Regions from separate parts of the Mus musculus genome. Here all the other regions are linked to region 1. A link is a contact called in public HiChIP or PLAC-seq and promoter capture Hi-C data. All regions are on one chromosome and are shown on one strand. The core of a region is the stretch at or near the end of the contact, and the rest is flanking DNA. Distances in the headings are between cores, read along the strand shown. Region 1 holds the start of Sergef (secretion regulating guanine nucleotide exchange factor). Region 2 holds the start of Abcc8 (ATP-binding cassette, sub-family C (CFTR/MRP), member 8). Region 3 holds the start of Ush1c (USH1 protein network component harmonin). Region 4 holds the start of Myod1 (myogenic differentiation 1).

Region 1 (3,726 bases), core at 403-2,902:
CCTAGGCAGGCATGGTGCAGGAGATGCTGAGAGTTCTTCATCTTCATCTGAAGGCTGCTAGTGGAAGACTGACTTCCAGGCAGCTAGGAGGAGGGTCTTAAAGCCCACGTCCACAGCGACACACCTACTCTAACAAGGCCACACCTCCAAATAGTGCCACTCCCTGGGCCAAGCATATGTAAACCATCACACTCACCAAACCATAACAAGGACAACCAAAACCACACATGAAACATGGAGTCTGTTTTATGTTGGTCAGCTACTCCTGAGCATGGGACCTACCCAGGAGGGTGACTGATATGCCCAATCGTCCCATTGGAGACAACTGGTTTTCTCTTTCTCATGAAGTATTGATTGCAAATAGCTTCTTCGTCAGGGAGGGGCCTTTGTGCCCACTTCTCTTCTTCAGTGCTGGGATTTTGTCTGTAAAACCAGAGACTGTTGACAGCATGCACAAGACCCGCACAAGTCCACCTTACCGTGCAATGTGCAAGTTACTGGCATTTCTTGCTTCCGGAACTGCTGGTAAGACACCTTTCTATTATACCCTGTTGTGACTTCCTATTAGAACAGGCTGGAAAGAAGTGATCAAAATGGCAACAGCAAACCGGTGAACAGCACATGGAATCTCTCACGGCTTCTATTTTCTCTTTCTGGAGTAAGAGCAGCTTTGCCTGGCTTGTCTGGATCTTTCTAAGCACCACCACCAAACTTTTCAAGAAACCACAGTGTGGAGGAGGAAAGACCAAGGGTGGCTTCCCTCACAAGACACAGCAGACAGTAACATGTCAGTAGCATGAACAGGTGAGACCTAGACAGAAGCTTCCCTGACACATTTTCCAATGTGAGGGTCTAGGAAGAAAAGGAAGGCGAGGCCTTGAGACCTGTCTGTACAGGGGCCAGAGCTACGAATGCAGATCATCGCCTTAAATGGGACATGATCTTTTTGTCCTCCTTCCAGATTCCAGATTCCAAATTCCATTTCCCCCAGTGTGCACTGGTACACTGTATTACTAAACTCTCACCAACATCACGACAACGTTGATAGAAAGCTGTATTGTATGAAAATCTATCTTGGATGAGAATTATCTATGCTCGTGATTAGAATTAGGGCAGATGGTGCGGGGCCGCGGAGAGTAGGGAGAACGCAGGGGCACATCAGACAATAGCCAGCCCCAGTTGTGTCACCAGTAGTGGGTTTCCGCTGTGGAAGGCTAACACGGCTCCCCAAGACTCTCGGGTTCCCAAACGCACAGCGAAGCGGGCCAAGGTAGCTTCGTGAAGACTCAGGACTGGACTCTTGCCATCTTCAGTTCAGGTCCCTTCCCACCGTGCTGTTGCACCCCTGTCAGGTCATCTGCTCTGGGCAGCGTGGGACAGGTGGCGAGTTTTCCAGATTACTGAACATGGTGCAGAATTACGAGTGTGGGTGTAGTAAGGCACCTCCGGGTGTGTTCCCTGGCGGCCGCGAGGTGCCTGCTGACAGTGCTTTGGTTGAGTCCCGGCGCTCTAGGGCAGGACCATACCTAGCTACGTCTTGCTCCAGTCCCATTAGCCCCTCCTAATCCCTAATTTTACCCCGCCTCCATCCCGCTGACCGCGCCCAGCTCCCGGACTCGCCCTGCCCCTGGCCTCCGAGGCCCCGCCCCGCGTCAGCCCTCCCGGAAGCGCCGGCTGAGCGTGTGCATGGCGCGGGAGTCCTGCGCCTCCGAGACTGTCTCTGCCGCTGCTGTGCTCTTCGCCTGGGTACGTGGCTCCGCCCCCGGGCTAGGGCAGAGACGAAGGGGCGAGGAGACCCGGGAGCTCCCGGCGTCTGCGTGGGTGGCAGGGAGCTGGGAGGCGGCGGCCCGAGCTAGGGTCCTGGATTGGAGGATCCTGGGTTGCAGCAAGGAGGAGAGGGTGCGGAGGGAGGGTCTCCCCGCAGTGCCTGAGGGGCCTACTGCTAGCTGTGGGATGAGGACCCGAGGGACTGAAGCACTTCGGGAGGACCCTGCATCCAGAGCAAAGCATCCATTCTGGGAAAGCGCTCGGCCGCCAGACTGCCTAGAAAGACAGCGTGGAGGCTTGGCAGAGAGATCTCGGTCCCAGAGCTCCTGGGGCCACCTGTGTCATCGAACCTGCCTTTTGCTTGGAGGATGGAAGGCTTCTTTCCAGCGCCATCACCCTGGGGAGCGTCCTGTGGATGTGAGGCCTGTGGAGTATGGCCGCGCAAGGCACAGACCCTGCGTATTTGCTGTTACTCGGCTGTGACCAAATCTTTTCTCTTCTGGGGGTGTGGAAGTCTGGGCTGGGCAGGTTTGACACTGCACTTTGACTGACCTATGGTCATCCTTCCGTGTGATTGGAGAGGAGGCTTTATACCCACGAGTGTGGGGGACATGCGTGACAGCATGCATATGTCGGGTGTTGCTGTTCTTAGTATTAAATACCAAAATTGTAATGGAATGCATGATTTGTTAACGGCAGTCTCCTTGACTACAGCGGAGGTGTTCTTGAGAGCGAGTACTGAGCCAGTGGTGTTCACATTGTCTCTCTTGGTGCCTGGCATCTTGTAGACCCCAGGGAAATATTTGTTGACTAAAGAATGAATGAATGAATGAATGAATGAACGAGCGAATGAAACGAATGAATGAGTACTTGTGTGCACAGCCATCTGTTAATGTTTGGGAAATACATAGCTATTCCCAGTTCTTGTGATAGAGGAAGCCATAACAGCTATGTTTTTTGCCAAAATTAGAATTTATCTATATACCTTTCACTTGTTGAGTGTAAGGCTGTCAGAAAGGAGAGCATGGCTTGGCCTGGCTGGCTGGCTCAACTCCTTGAAGTAGCACTTGAACGAGGCTTGGCAGGGGGGGTGGGAGGTGGGGGTTGGGGGGTGGGGTGGGGGTGGGCGTTAGTAACTGAATGTGTTGCTGTCATTTTCCAGCCTGGAGACTGCTGTCTTTTTGGACAGAGGAAAAACACCTGATAGGAAAAGCCTTTCAGCTGTGGCCTTGAATGGACAGAGACAGAACCAGGGCTGAACCTAGTGTGTTTGGAGGCCTGCTGGGGTATTCCTCCTGCTGCGTAATCAGGGAGCATGTATTAGTTGGCCTCCGCTGCCGCTGCCGCTGCCGTGACAAAACACCACAGGCTGGGTTCTTAGACAATAGACATTTATTTTCTCTGTGTTGGAAGTTGCAAGTCCGAGATTAAGGTGTGGGCACTTTTGGTTTCTCTGGGGCCTCAGGTGGCTGTTTCTTTGTGCATGGGCATCCTTGGTGTCTTGGGAAGAGACTAGACAGACTGGATTATGGTCTGTCTCATCATTTAACTTTAATTACCTTTTTAAAGGTGTGTCTCCAAATACAGTCATATTCTGGTATGTCAGAGGTTAGGGCTTTGACATAGGCATTTTGAAGGAACACAATTCATCTTGTTCCAAGTGGTTTTGTGTTTTGTGTGTATGTGTGTGTGTGTATGCACACGCTGTGTCTGGACCCTTTGTAAAGAAGGAAGGTATACACAGTTGTCATAGGGTATATTAAATTTTTCTTTACCTAGCTTTATCCTGGGTTTAGGGCCCTTATTGCACCACAGAAGTTGATACAAAGCATGAACCCCGGATTGCTCTAGCCTGGCTTCTCTCTTAGATGTTCAGCAGCCTGAAAGCCTGGTAATGGGGTAGCTAGAGAAGACAGAAACCCCAGGATATACTCTCTGCTTCACTCTGTGCAACAGTGT
Region 2 (3,726 bases), core at 356-2,855, 460 kb after region 1:
AGAATAATGCAGAAATGTAGAGAAAAACCTAAAATAAAAGAAAACTCCAGCCTAGGGCAGGAAGGTTGAATTTGAGGCTAATGTGGGCCACACAGTGAATTCAGGGCTACATAGCAAGATTCCATCAATGAGGAGCAGGAGAAAAAGGAGGGAGAGGAGGAGGAGGAGGAGGAGGAGGAGGAGGAGGAGGAGGAGGAAGATGATAATTATGATGATATAAGAAAAAAGGAATGCTAGAGTCCACAGCAGTGGGAGTGGATACATGCATGTGCTTATAGTATCACATCCACAGGCAAAACCAGAAAGGATAAGCTTGGTCTCTGATCCTCCCTTGCTTGCTCTCTGGTCCTCCCTTGCTTGCTCTCTGGTCCTCCCTTGCTTGCTCTCTGACCCTCCCTTGCTTGCTCTCTGATCCTCCCTTGCTTGCTCTCTGATCCTCCCTTGCTTGCTCTCTGATCCTCCCTTGCTTGCTCTCTGGTCCTCCCTTGCTTGCTCTCTGGTCCTCCCTTGCTTGCTCTGTAGTCCTCCCTTGCTTGCTCCCTGGTCCTCCCTTGCTTGCTTCCTGGTCCTCCCTTGCTTGCTCCCTGGTCCTCCCTTGCTTGCTCTCTGGTTCTCCCTTACTTGCTCTCTGGTCCTTGCTTGCTCTCCTACTGCTCACCTAGCTCTCTCCACTCTTACACAGTCCAGGGCCCTGTTCATGAAATAGTGTTGCCCACAGTGGGCTGGGTCCTCCCACAGTAATTAATAATCAAGACAGTTAGCCACAGACATACCCACGGGCCAGCCTGATTTAGGCAATTCCTCAACTGAGGCTCTTAATTGATTCTAGGTTGTGGCAAGTGGACAATTAAAAACTATCAGGCACTGGGGAGAAGTCCCCGTGGTTAAGAGTATTCCCATGGGCTCTCTTGAGGAGACCAAGTTCTGTTCCCAGTAACGCCCATGCCAGGCAGCTCTCAACCAATAATTCCAGCTCCAGGGGATCCAAGTTCCTCTTCTGGCCTCTATTGGTACCTACACACACACACACACACACACACACACACACACAGAGAGAGAGAGAGAGAGAGAGAGAGAGAGAGAGAGAGAGAGAGAGAAAACCAATCTTTAAACAAACAAACAAAAACAAAACAAAAACCCTAATCACCACAAGGGAAGAGAGCTAGATTCAGGCCAGGTTCCCACTGGCTAGCAAGGACACCTTGAATCTTTTAGGGGAAAGATCGGGACAGGCTGTGAGGTCACTCTGCGACCCCGCGCCAGAGACACTTGAAAATTCCCACGCACCCTCCTAAGTTCAAGTTCTTTAGTTTCTTTGGACCGAATCGGGTACGGGCTTGTGCCACTCTGTTCCTATGGGGACCCCTCTGATCTACATCCAGCTGAGCCTAGTTCCAGAGAATCAACATTCGGGAATCCCAAATCCACGCACTCCGGGCTCACCCGGATCATCTTGGTTACTACTCCCACTCAGACACCGCCTCGCCTGCGCACCCAGCGCACGTGCGCATTGGGTGAGACCCCACCCTCGCCCCACAAGAGCAGCTGGAAGGGCGGGGCCCAGCGGCAGGTGGGGGCGGGGCGGGCCGGGGCGGGGCGGGGCGGGCCGTGCGGGAGCCCAGGGTGCTGCGAGGAACAGAGGCGCGGGAGGCGCGCGGAGCCAGAGCAGAGCCCGTGCGCGCGCCACCATGCCCTTGGCCTTCTGCGGCACCGAGAACCACTCGGCCGCCTACCGGGTGGACCAAGGTGTCCTCAACAACGGCTGCTTCGTGGACGCGCTCAACGTAGTGCCACATGTCTTCCTGCTCTTCATCACATTCCCCATCCTCTTCATCGGTGAGCGCGCGCCCAGCGACGGAGGGCGGGAGGACGGGTGGGGGAAGGACGAGTGGCCGGGGTGGGGGTGGCGCGCGGCCCCGGCAGTCCCGCACCACCGGCTTGCTGGTCTTCCTGGGTCCCCTGCTGTGCGTCTCTTTTTTTTTCCCCTCGCACCCTCCCCTATCCTTGAACTCGCGCCAGACACGATGGGCGCTAGCGACCTTAGGGATCCCCAAGTTTTGCTACCGCAGAGCCTGACTCGGGATGGGGCTCTGCACGCGAGGGAATCGGCCTCACCCTGAGTGACGCTGCGGCGGGAGCCAGGCCATCCTTTCCCCCCGGCCGTGCTGTCACAGACTCGGGAGGGAGCTCAGACTCCAGCCAGGGAGGTTGGTGGTGGAGGTCAGCGAGCTGTTCCGGTGGCCCAACTTCCCGACTTTGGGCAGAGCATTTCCCAGGCCCGGGGTCCGTTCCACGTTGCAAAGAGATAGAGTTTGGGTGCCGGTATCCCGCCACCCCCAAAGGCAGTTCTTCTCTTGTAACTTCTTCAGGACAGTGTGAGTCAACTCAGATCAGATTTAGGAACCCCCTTCGACTCCCAGCGCGCTTGCCTGAAAGTGGTCTACAAAGTTGGGCGCCCAGTCTGGTCCCTTCCTCTCCACATCCTTGAATCTCTCAGGCCAATCAGCTCTGTTCAAAGAGTGTTGACTGTTCATTTACATTAATTAAGAGAAATAGCAAATCTTTAAAACTCTTTAGGGTAGAAGGCCGAGGTGGCCATTGAACTAAATTAGTAAAAAGTTGCTGAGCCGGGCTATCCTGGAAATCTCGGTTCTTGGGAGGTGGGGGCAGGAGGATCAGGGAGTTTAAGGTCATCTTCAGTTACATAGGAAGTTCAAGGCTCGTGTGGGCAACATAAGACCCCGTCTCAAAAATAAATAAATAAATAAATAAATAAATAAATAAAGAGCTGCTGCAGAAGGAAGCTGCTAGTTACTGACAGAGGTAAATGATGTGCATGCCCATATGTCTAGCAGAAACGAAACAGAATGGGTAGACAGTCACACAAGAGGTCAGTGTGGTGGTCCCTGCTTAGGACCGGCCTGCAGGCTCAGGCTTTGTGCCTGGATATCCAGTTCATATGCTCATCCCTGGGGAAGGAGGATTTGCATGGTCTCCTTATCACCATGCTGGGCCTCCAGGTGGGCGTCCTGCCTTCTGCGTCTCTCCCCACAGGATGGGGCAGCCAGAGCTCCAAGGTACACATTCACCATAGCACCTGGCTCCATTTCCCTGGCCACAACCTGCGCTGGATCCTTACCTTCATGCTGCTCTTTGTCCTGGTGTGTGAGATCGCTGAGGGTATCCTGTCTGATGGGTAAGTGAGCTCCAGGGGAGTGGGGAAGCTGCAGGAGACCCTCCCTGTGCCTGCTCATCGGCCTTCTGTAAACCAGTACCTGGTGTGAACTGCGCCAGGCCTTAGGCACATATGAGACGCAGGGCCTACCATCAGTCTGGAGGATAAAGGGGTGCAGATTTCTGTACCAGTTCCCAGTGAGACCATTGGAGAGCCTTGTCAGAGTGTCCCAGCTGCTGTGGGCAATACCCGGTCTCTCTGAAAGTGACTGAAGTGCGTGAGGGGACAGTAAATCCTGTCACTTGTTCTTACTGAAGGCCTCTCCTTGGTTCCCATTCATTTACAAGATTCAAGGATCTCTGGGCCCTCATCTTTGTCCCGATACAGCCCCACCTGCCTCTAGCCCCACTCTTGCCCCCACATTCACCCCTTCCCTCACCTCTCCTACAGACCGGAAAGTGTGTCCAAGTTTCCATTCGCAAAGCTGTCAGAATGTGAGGTCTGGGATGCCTGTCCTCTTTGTATTCACAGTGCACAGCCCACAAAAGCTC
Region 3 (3,726 bases), core at 720-3,219, 400 kb after region 1:
TTCCCATCAAAGCCAGAGTGGTGACAAGTTGGGTTTTATGAACAAGAGGTACTTCCAGGAAGAACGGGCTTCTCACAAGCCCCAGGGTAGGGCTAGAACTTGGGATGCACACATTCATTTAGCAGATTTGTTGAGAGTCTGTTTTGTGCCACCTACTGTTCTAAACATATGGTGGGCAAGCTGGCCTCTCGAAGACACTGGCTGAGAGTCAAGGAGAGCGTCCTGCAGAACACAGGGTGGTCTCAGAGTAGAGACATTTGTGGGAAAGGAACCCACACCCAGTGCCACACCAAAAAATCAAATGGGAAGTCATTTTTAAAGGATGGCTATGGTGCCAGGAAAGAGGGGTTGAGTGGCTATGGGCTGCGTTCTTCTGGGTAAGGACATTCCCCCTCCCCGGGTTCTAAATATGAAACCAACAGCCATGTGATATACTTTGGAAATTCAGAAGTGGCTAGAGAAGTGGCTCAGTAGTTAAAAGGACTTGTTGCTCTTGCAGAGCATGGGGGTTCTGTTCCCAGCATTCACATTGCATACAACTGTTTATAATTCTAATGCCAGGAACCCTCTTCACAGCCTTCACAGCAGCAGACATGCACACTGTGTGTGTGTGGTTGTGTGTGTGTGTGTGTGTGTGTGTGTGTGTGTGTGTGCAAGCAAACATTCATACGCAAAAATAAAAATAAACTTCAAAAAAGAGAAGAAAAGGGGTTGGAGAGATGGCTCAGTGGTTAAGAACACCGACTGCTCTTCCAGAGGTCCCGAGTTCAAGTCCCAGCAACCACATGGTGGCTTGCAACCATCTGTAATTGGATCTGATGCCCTCTTCTGGTGTGTCTGAAGAGAGCAACGGTGTACTCACATAAAAGAGAAGAAAAAAGAGAATCAAAGGTGTAAATTGAAAGAGGATTGCATCCCATGTGGTCTTTTCTGGACCACTAAATGCCCCATAAGCCTTTCTGTCCAGTTTCTGACTTACTCAGTTAATGACAAAGAATCCTAATTAGCATTAACTGTCTACTTGACATGACCTAGAGTCAGCTGAGAGCAAAGCCTAGGTCTGATTAACCTGTGGACTTGTCCGTGGGGACTGCCTCAAGTATTAATTGATGCAGGAGGCAGTAAAGGAGAGAGGCTGGACTACAGCCTGGCTACTGACTTACAGAAAGCCTATGGTGACCGCAGCATCCCTCTGCAGGTGGTCCTGAGTCTTATAAGCATGCTCGCTAAGCATGAACCTGGGAGCACGAGAGTCAGAGCACGAGAGTGAGCCAGCAGGACACATTGATTCACGCTCCTGTTTGGGTTCCCGCCTTTGCCTCTGTCAGCAATGGAACAGAACCTGGAAGCCTAAGATGGAATAGAGCTCTCCTTCCCCAAGTTGCTTCTGAGCACAGTGTTTTCCACAGCACCAGAGTGGTACTAGATCAGAAGCTGAGAATCCGGATCATTCTCGCAAGTTATTTCCCCAGGCATACAACTTATACTTATACCTTAGTCTAGGCCATAATTTAGCCACCATGAGAATAGGCTGCTTGCTGGCAAATGGCAGAGAGATCTAGAGAAGAGCCTTCTTGTGTCTCTGAAGTTACAACTGTGCCTGCCTCTGCTACACATTCACTTCAAGGCCTGCCTGGGCCACATGAGATGCTCTTTCAGAAAGGAAAAGCAGTCTCAAACTACCCCTGACCCCTACTGCCCTGTGTCTCCTCCATCTTAATGTGTGTGTGGACCACTCTGGAAAACACTGCCAGCCTCACTAACTAAGCCACCATTAGCACATCCACACGACGAGGCTTCTTTTCTTCCAGGGCCGCCCGGCTGAACTGCAGGACAGGTGACCCCGCCTCCGGGCTGTCCCCACCCCTGCTTCTTCCAGGCCCCACCCCTAGCTCTGAGGGAGGCAGGTCCTGTCCTGGCAGCTAACCTGCCAGAGCACCGCAGCCAGGCACCCTAAGAAGTGGAGCTGCAAAGCAACTGGATCAGGCTCAGTCATGGACCGGAAGGTGGCCCGAGAATTCCGACACAAGGTCAGAACTGAGAGGGACAGACAGTGAGGGGGCCACATTGGTTCTTCAAAGTCCTCCAAGACCTAATGTGTTTTCCAGATTACAGGGTCTGTGGAGGCCACAGAAGGTCACTGAAGGACAGGGGACCCAGTGGTGGCCTCCTAGCAGGTCCCAGATGGGGGTAAAGCCATGTCAACAGCTCATCACAGGTCCTGCGCAAGGAAGGGAGCTGTATACACACCCTGCCGCTTGATACCAAGCCCTTTCAGTCTGAAGGGTCTGAGTGCCTAAAGCTCACTCTGGGTGTCCCCTCTCCTCCCTTCCACACAGAGACCCAGAGATGCCCGGAAGCCAGTCACTGTGGAACCACAGAGGCTACAGGGCCAAGAGCTCTGGCCCAACGTCAGGGGTCAGCCAATCACTCATTTAAACGTGTCCTGAGCACTTAGCCATTCCGTGTCAGATCCCGTCTGCACCCTACCATGGCTTGCCCAGTGTGGATGGGAGGCAGGCCTTGGGCACAGAGGTTCGGTAGGGGCCGCAGGGGTGAGAGCTTCCTAAGCACGCGCCGAGATGCTCCTGCCCCCACTCCCAGTCGTGAGAAGTGGCAGAAAATTCAGCAGGGAAGGGGGGGGGCACCTGTTGAATTGTCAAGGGGACCATTTGTGTTCGGTGATGTGCCTTGAGCCCAGAGATGTGTGTGTTTCAGGGTCAGGGCAGGGAGGGGGGGAGACAGCTCAGCTGCAGTTAACATTTGCTGAGTGTCGATTTCAGTCAACCCACTTTAAAGGCTCCTGGCTCCTGTCTGAGCTTAAATTTCTCTTTCCTGGCCTCAGGCTGGGAGTAACGTAAAGTCGGCTTCTCTTTCAATTTCTTGCAGTGGAGTTACCTACACATTATCTCTTTGGAGAGGATCACCCCCAGGGTCCCTGATGCCTGACTTGACTGTACATTCACCTCTATTCTTCCTCTCCCGGTTCTAGAGGGCCTCAGGTCTCTGCATTTCCGTGTCCGGGCTCCTCCTCAGAGTCATTATCTATTAATGTTCTCATGTCACAGCCAGGGCAGGCATCCTAGCGAGCAAGGCCTGGGCTGGACTTTGTGCCCTGTAGTCTCAGACATAGCAACAGCCTTCCTCTCTCGTGCTGCGGATCATCCAGGCACTGAGAGGAAAGGTGAGGTTGAGAGACAGGCGAGCTGGGTGAGATTTACAGCTTTCCAAAGACCCCCTTCCTGAGTGTTTTGGGGAAATTCTCTCCTAAGCAGAAGTTTACAGTCTAACTCTTTAGTTGCTAGAGGTACTGTTTAAGGTAATGTGTTGTCATGGCTGACACTGGGTGACCTCCCTGTGACTCAGGTCCCAAATTTGTGAATTGAGCATACTGTTTAATAACATTATCATGAAGGCTGAATAAGGGGTGTGTGTGTGTGTGTGTGTCCGAGTGTGTGTTATGTAAATTGAACTCTTGGAGAGTCCCAACACTGAGGGTCAACTCTCATCTCTGCCACTCACTGACCTTGAGCGAGCCACTGGATCTCTGAGCTTTTGTTTCCTTCGTTGTGAGGGGGTTGTGCTGTGCTGTGTGTGTGTGTATGTGAGAGACAGGATTAGGTAGGAATTGAGTGTGGATGCTCGGATCCCCAGCCAAAGTCTGTGTGTGTTACTGTAAATGTTCGCTCCAGTTCTTGGTCTGTTCTGGTCCAAAAGCAGTCAACG
Region 4 (3,726 bases), core at 506-3,005, 260 kb after region 1:
GCGGGGCTGTCTGTGGAGATGCGCTCCACTATGCTGGACAGGCAGTCGAGGCTCGACACAGCCGCACTCTTCCCTGGCCTGGACTCTGTGAGGGGAGTGGAAGGTTAGTAATCCAAACTTGCGGCCCTTCTCAAGTCTCCTGCCCATAGGCACGGAGCTTTGTAGCAAAAGGGAAACTGAGGACTTGCTAGACTGGAAGGAGAAAGGAGAGGAAGGTGTGCATCATAGTTCTTTGTCCCCTCCCCCAATGCTCCCCCCCCAGCCTCCCCCCCCCCCGCCATCCCAAGGTACGGGTATGTATGTGGTGGAGGCAGGAAGAGGATACTAAGCCTAGGGAGCGAGGAAAGTTTCAAGGGGGATACAGAAGGCCGATAAAGGCCTGCTAGCTGGGAACAGCTGAGAATACGCACCGCGCGCCGCCTCACTGTAGTAGGCGGTGTCGTAGCCATTCTGCCGCCGGGGGCCGCTTGGGGGGCCGCTGTAATCCATCTGCGAATAGCAAGGATAACAGAGTTAGGTCTACAGGGCCCGAGTGGGTCTCAAGCAACACTCCTTGTCATCACCCCTCCCTCACTCCCTTAGTCTCAGCTGCTGGTTCCAGGACTGGGTCAGCCCCAGGTGGTAGGAGCCAGCCACACACTGGAAGCTGTCGCATGCGGGGCCAAACTGAGAGTGGACAGTCACTCAGGAACAATAATCTGCATTAGGGTAATAATGAGAAGGAAAAGCATATCCCGGGGTCTGCGCAGCAGTGTTCCACCCCCAATCGGCAGAATCATAGATGCCCTGGGTCTCCAAAGCGACTCCAGTGTCAGATGCCAGGAGCATCTAGGTATAAGGGACACCCCCACCCCAAGGGCCTCGGAAACCTGTTGCAGATACCCCAGGCGCCGCCTCCATTGCTCATCCTCCTGAGCCCCCCGCCTTACCATGCCATCAGAGCAGTTGGAGCGCGGGCTGGATGCATCTGAGTCGCCACTGTAGTGCTCGCTGCCACGGCCTGGGGGCAGCGGTCCAGGTGCGTAGAAGGCAGCGGCGCCAGGGGGCGCGGCGTCCTGGTCGCGCAGCAGAGCCTGCAGACCTTCGATGTAGCGGATGGCGTTGCGCAGGATCTCCACCTTGGGTAGCCGCTGGTTCGGGTTGCTGGACGTGCAGCGCTTGAGCGTCTCGAAGGCCTCATTCACTTTGCTCAGGCGGCGGCGCTCGCGCATGGTGGCGGCCTTGCGGCGATCAGCGTTGGTGGTCTTGCGCTTGCACGCCTTGCAGGCCCACAGCAAGCAGCGACCCGCCTGGTGGTGCCCGCTGGGCGCGCGCACATGCTCATCCTCACGAGCGCCTGGGCCTGGGTGCACCGCAGTAGGGAAGTGTGCGTGCTCCTCCGGTTTCAGGAGGGCTCCCATGTGCACCAGGCGCGGGTCCAGGTCCTCAAAAAAGCGCAGGTCTGGTGAGTCGAAACACGGGTCATCATAGAAGTCGTCTGCTGTCTCAAAGGAGCAGAGAGAGCCGTCGGGGCCTGTCAAGTCTATGTCCCGGAGTGGCGGCGATAGAAGCTCCATATCCCAGTTCCTGGGTCCAGCCTCAACCCAAGCCGTGAGAGTCGTCTTAACTTTCTGCCACTCCGGAACCCCAACAGTACAATGACAAAGGTTCTGTGGGTTGGAATGCACACCGGCTGTCCTCTACCCCTCCTCCCTGTCCTGTCCTGTCAGAGGAGTGGTGAAGAAAGCAGTCGTGTCCTGGGGCGTCCTGGCCCCTAGCTTCGCGCCAGGCGCCCTGGGCTATTTATCCAGGGTAGCCTAAAAGCCCGGGAGCTGGAAAGGGAGGCTGGGGGCGGGGGCGCCTCAAGCCAATAGGAGTGTAGTAGGGCGGAGCTTGGGGTCCCCAGGGTAGCCACTGGGGCCAGGGAGTGCCCCCTCCCGCGACTCTGTGCTGGGGCAGCTGCCTAGCTAGGAAGGAGGGCAGAGAGACTGGCAGCCATACGCGGTAGCACTTGGCTATCTGGTGCAGCCTGCCCAAGCCTCTCCAGTGTCTACTCCTCCAGCCTGTACTGACCTCAGTGCTCACTTCGGAGCTGACCTCGGACTCCACTCTGGAGACCAGGCAAAGCATAGGAGTTAGAAATCAGATTGCAGGAGGTTTGGAGAGAGACTCAAGGCTACGGGACAATGAAAGTTCTAGAGAAGAGTGGAGAAATGATGACACACCCAGAGAAGTTGAGCCAAGGACAAAGTGGGCAAGAGACAGTGAGACTCAGAAGGTCTAGGTGAGCAAGCCTGGCACAAATGAATCGGTGGCAGTGCTATTTGGTCATTCTCCATCTGGGAATGGCTCAGAGAATATCTGTTCTTCCACGGGAAGCTTAGAACCCCAGCGCTGTCCTTGCATGCGTAGTGGGAATCATCATTAAAACTTCAAGCCATTCTGCTCAAACTCCGGGTGGACAGTCCAAGGAAAAGAGGGAGGGAGAGAGAGGGAGGCTCCCTCCAACTTACTTTCTGTGAGTGTCTAGAGACCCATGGGGGTCTAGGTTGATCTGTTTCTACCGAGAAGAAGAAAACCTGTTTGCTATGGGTTTGTGCCATCTTGCTCTGAGTGAACCCTGGGAAATGCCTTTCTTAAGGATCGTGATGGCTGGAACCTGGCCTGACAACCTCACCTACTGTAGAGTTGGTAGAGTCGGCATAACTTTGTTGAGATGACCTCTTCCCAAGTCTGTATCCACTTCATATCCAGGAACAATGACAATGTCCAGGGGGTAACTGTGGTGATGGGTGAGAATCCAAACCAGGGATGGATGTGGAAATGTCAGTGGAGGTGGGAGACTTGCTTCTGTTTCCAGCACCTGCCTGCCCGCTTGCATAGCATAACCAGCAACCTTCTCTGGCTTTGCCTGCAGCACTGAGATCTGGCAGAGGGCTCTGGGGGCTCTGGCTCTGTTCTTCTGGAGACTTCAGCTGGGTCTCTTCCAGCAGGCTAACTGGGGAGGTAAGATCAAAAGGAAGGAGCCACCTTGTGGGATCTCTGGCTCTCCTACACATCCCAACACACCCCAACCCTGGGATGTTCATGCTTTTGGGGGGCTCTGGCTAGAAGCCTTCCTTGGCTATGGACTTTTGCTATGTCTTCTCTCCCGGATGCCAGGAATCCAAGCAAGGGTGACGTAGGTGTCTTTCCCACTAACTTCTGGAAGCCATTTTAACTGTTCCTTTTTACAAACTGGAAAGCCCTCTCTATCCATCAGACTCACCCAGGAACCTCTTTTGAAGTCCAACGGTTTTTGTCTCTGATACTGGCGGTGCTGATAGACCCCATCATGAAGTGCTTACACTTTACACCATGGTTTCACTTTGTTTATTCATTCAGCATTCACCATGGCTTATCTATCACAGACCAGCTACTGGTCCAGGTATTGGGAACCCAGCAGTAAGCGCAACCAAGGCCCTATGCACATAGTTGAATTATAGGTAGGTCAATCAAGCAAGGAACTTTGTGGTGTCAGAGATTTACAAATTCCACAAAACGAAACGAAATGAATGAAATGAAATAAAATAAAATAAAACAAAACAAAGCAAAAAAAAATAATAATCTCTATTCCAGCAATCAGGGAAGGTTCCTCTGGGATGGTTGTGTTCGTGTAGTGCCCTGGATGAAGGGAGACAGAAGCTACTTCTAGCAGGTATTTAGAGTTAGAGAGAAGGGCAAACATGTGCAAAGGTCCTGGGACAG

Evidence for each region. Promoter capture Hi-C pulls out the DNA fragments that hold promoters and counts their contacts. HiChIP or PLAC-seq counts read pairs in DNA pulled down with a chosen protein or histone mark.
Region 2: a contact with region 1 is called in an H3K4me3 HiChIP or PLAC-seq map of craniofacial prominence, with 6 times the contacts expected there. The contact joins the promoter of Abcc8 here to the promoter of Sergef in region 1. A contact is called at or near these places in 5 of 39 promoter capture datasets (the 3T3-L1 cell line, cranial neural crest, embryonic stem cells and 1 more), 1 of 115 datasets of contacts at active chromatin or transcription factors (craniofacial prominence) and 1 of 9 other capture datasets (embryonic stem cells).
Region 3: a promoter capture Hi-C map of embryonic stem cells shows a contact between it and region 1, with 2.4 times the contacts expected there. The contact joins the promoter of Ush1c here to the promoter of Sergef in region 1. A contact is called at or near these places in 3 of 39 promoter capture datasets (the 3T3-L1 cell line, embryonic stem cells and pre-B cells) and 1 of 9 other capture datasets (macrophages).
Region 4: a contact with region 1 is called in a promoter capture Hi-C map of embryonic stem cells, with 4 times the contacts expected there. The contact joins the promoter of Myod1 here to the promoter of Sergef in region 1. A contact is called at or near these places in 17 of 39 promoter capture datasets (the C10 cell line, the HPC-7 cell line, the SN4741 cell line and 9 more), 7 of 115 datasets of contacts at active chromatin or transcription factors (embryonic forebrain, embryonic hindbrain, embryonic limb bud and 4 more) and 3 of 9 other capture datasets (adipose tissue, embryonic stem cells and liver).

Annotation. Positions count from the first base shown.
Region 1 is chr7:46,637,733-46,641,458 of GRCm38.p6, reverse strand. It overlaps Sergef (secretion regulating guanine nucleotide exchange factor), which reads left to right and starts at 1,652. Exons shown (of 11, transcript NM_013789.2): 1 at 1,652-1,746. The coding sequence starts at 1,687.
Region 2 is chr7:46,177,912-46,181,637 of GRCm38.p6, reverse strand. It overlaps Abcc8 (ATP-binding cassette, sub-family C (CFTR/MRP), member 8), which reads left to right and starts at 1,605. Exons shown (of 39, transcript NM_011510.3): 1 at 1,605-1,836; 2 at 3,055-3,196. The coding sequence starts at 1,689.
Region 3 is chr7:46,236,733-46,240,458 of GRCm38.p6, reverse strand. Ush1c (USH1 protein network component harmonin) reads left to right here and starts at 1,969. Exons shown (of 27, transcript NM_001163733.1): 1 at 1,969-2,030. The coding sequence starts at 1,995.
Region 4 is chr7:46,374,503-46,378,228 of GRCm38.p6, reverse strand. Myod1 (myogenic differentiation 1) reads right to left here and starts at 1,755. Exons shown (of 3, transcript NM_010866.2): 1 at 930-1,755; 2 at 411-489; 3 at 1-85. The coding sequence starts at 1,556.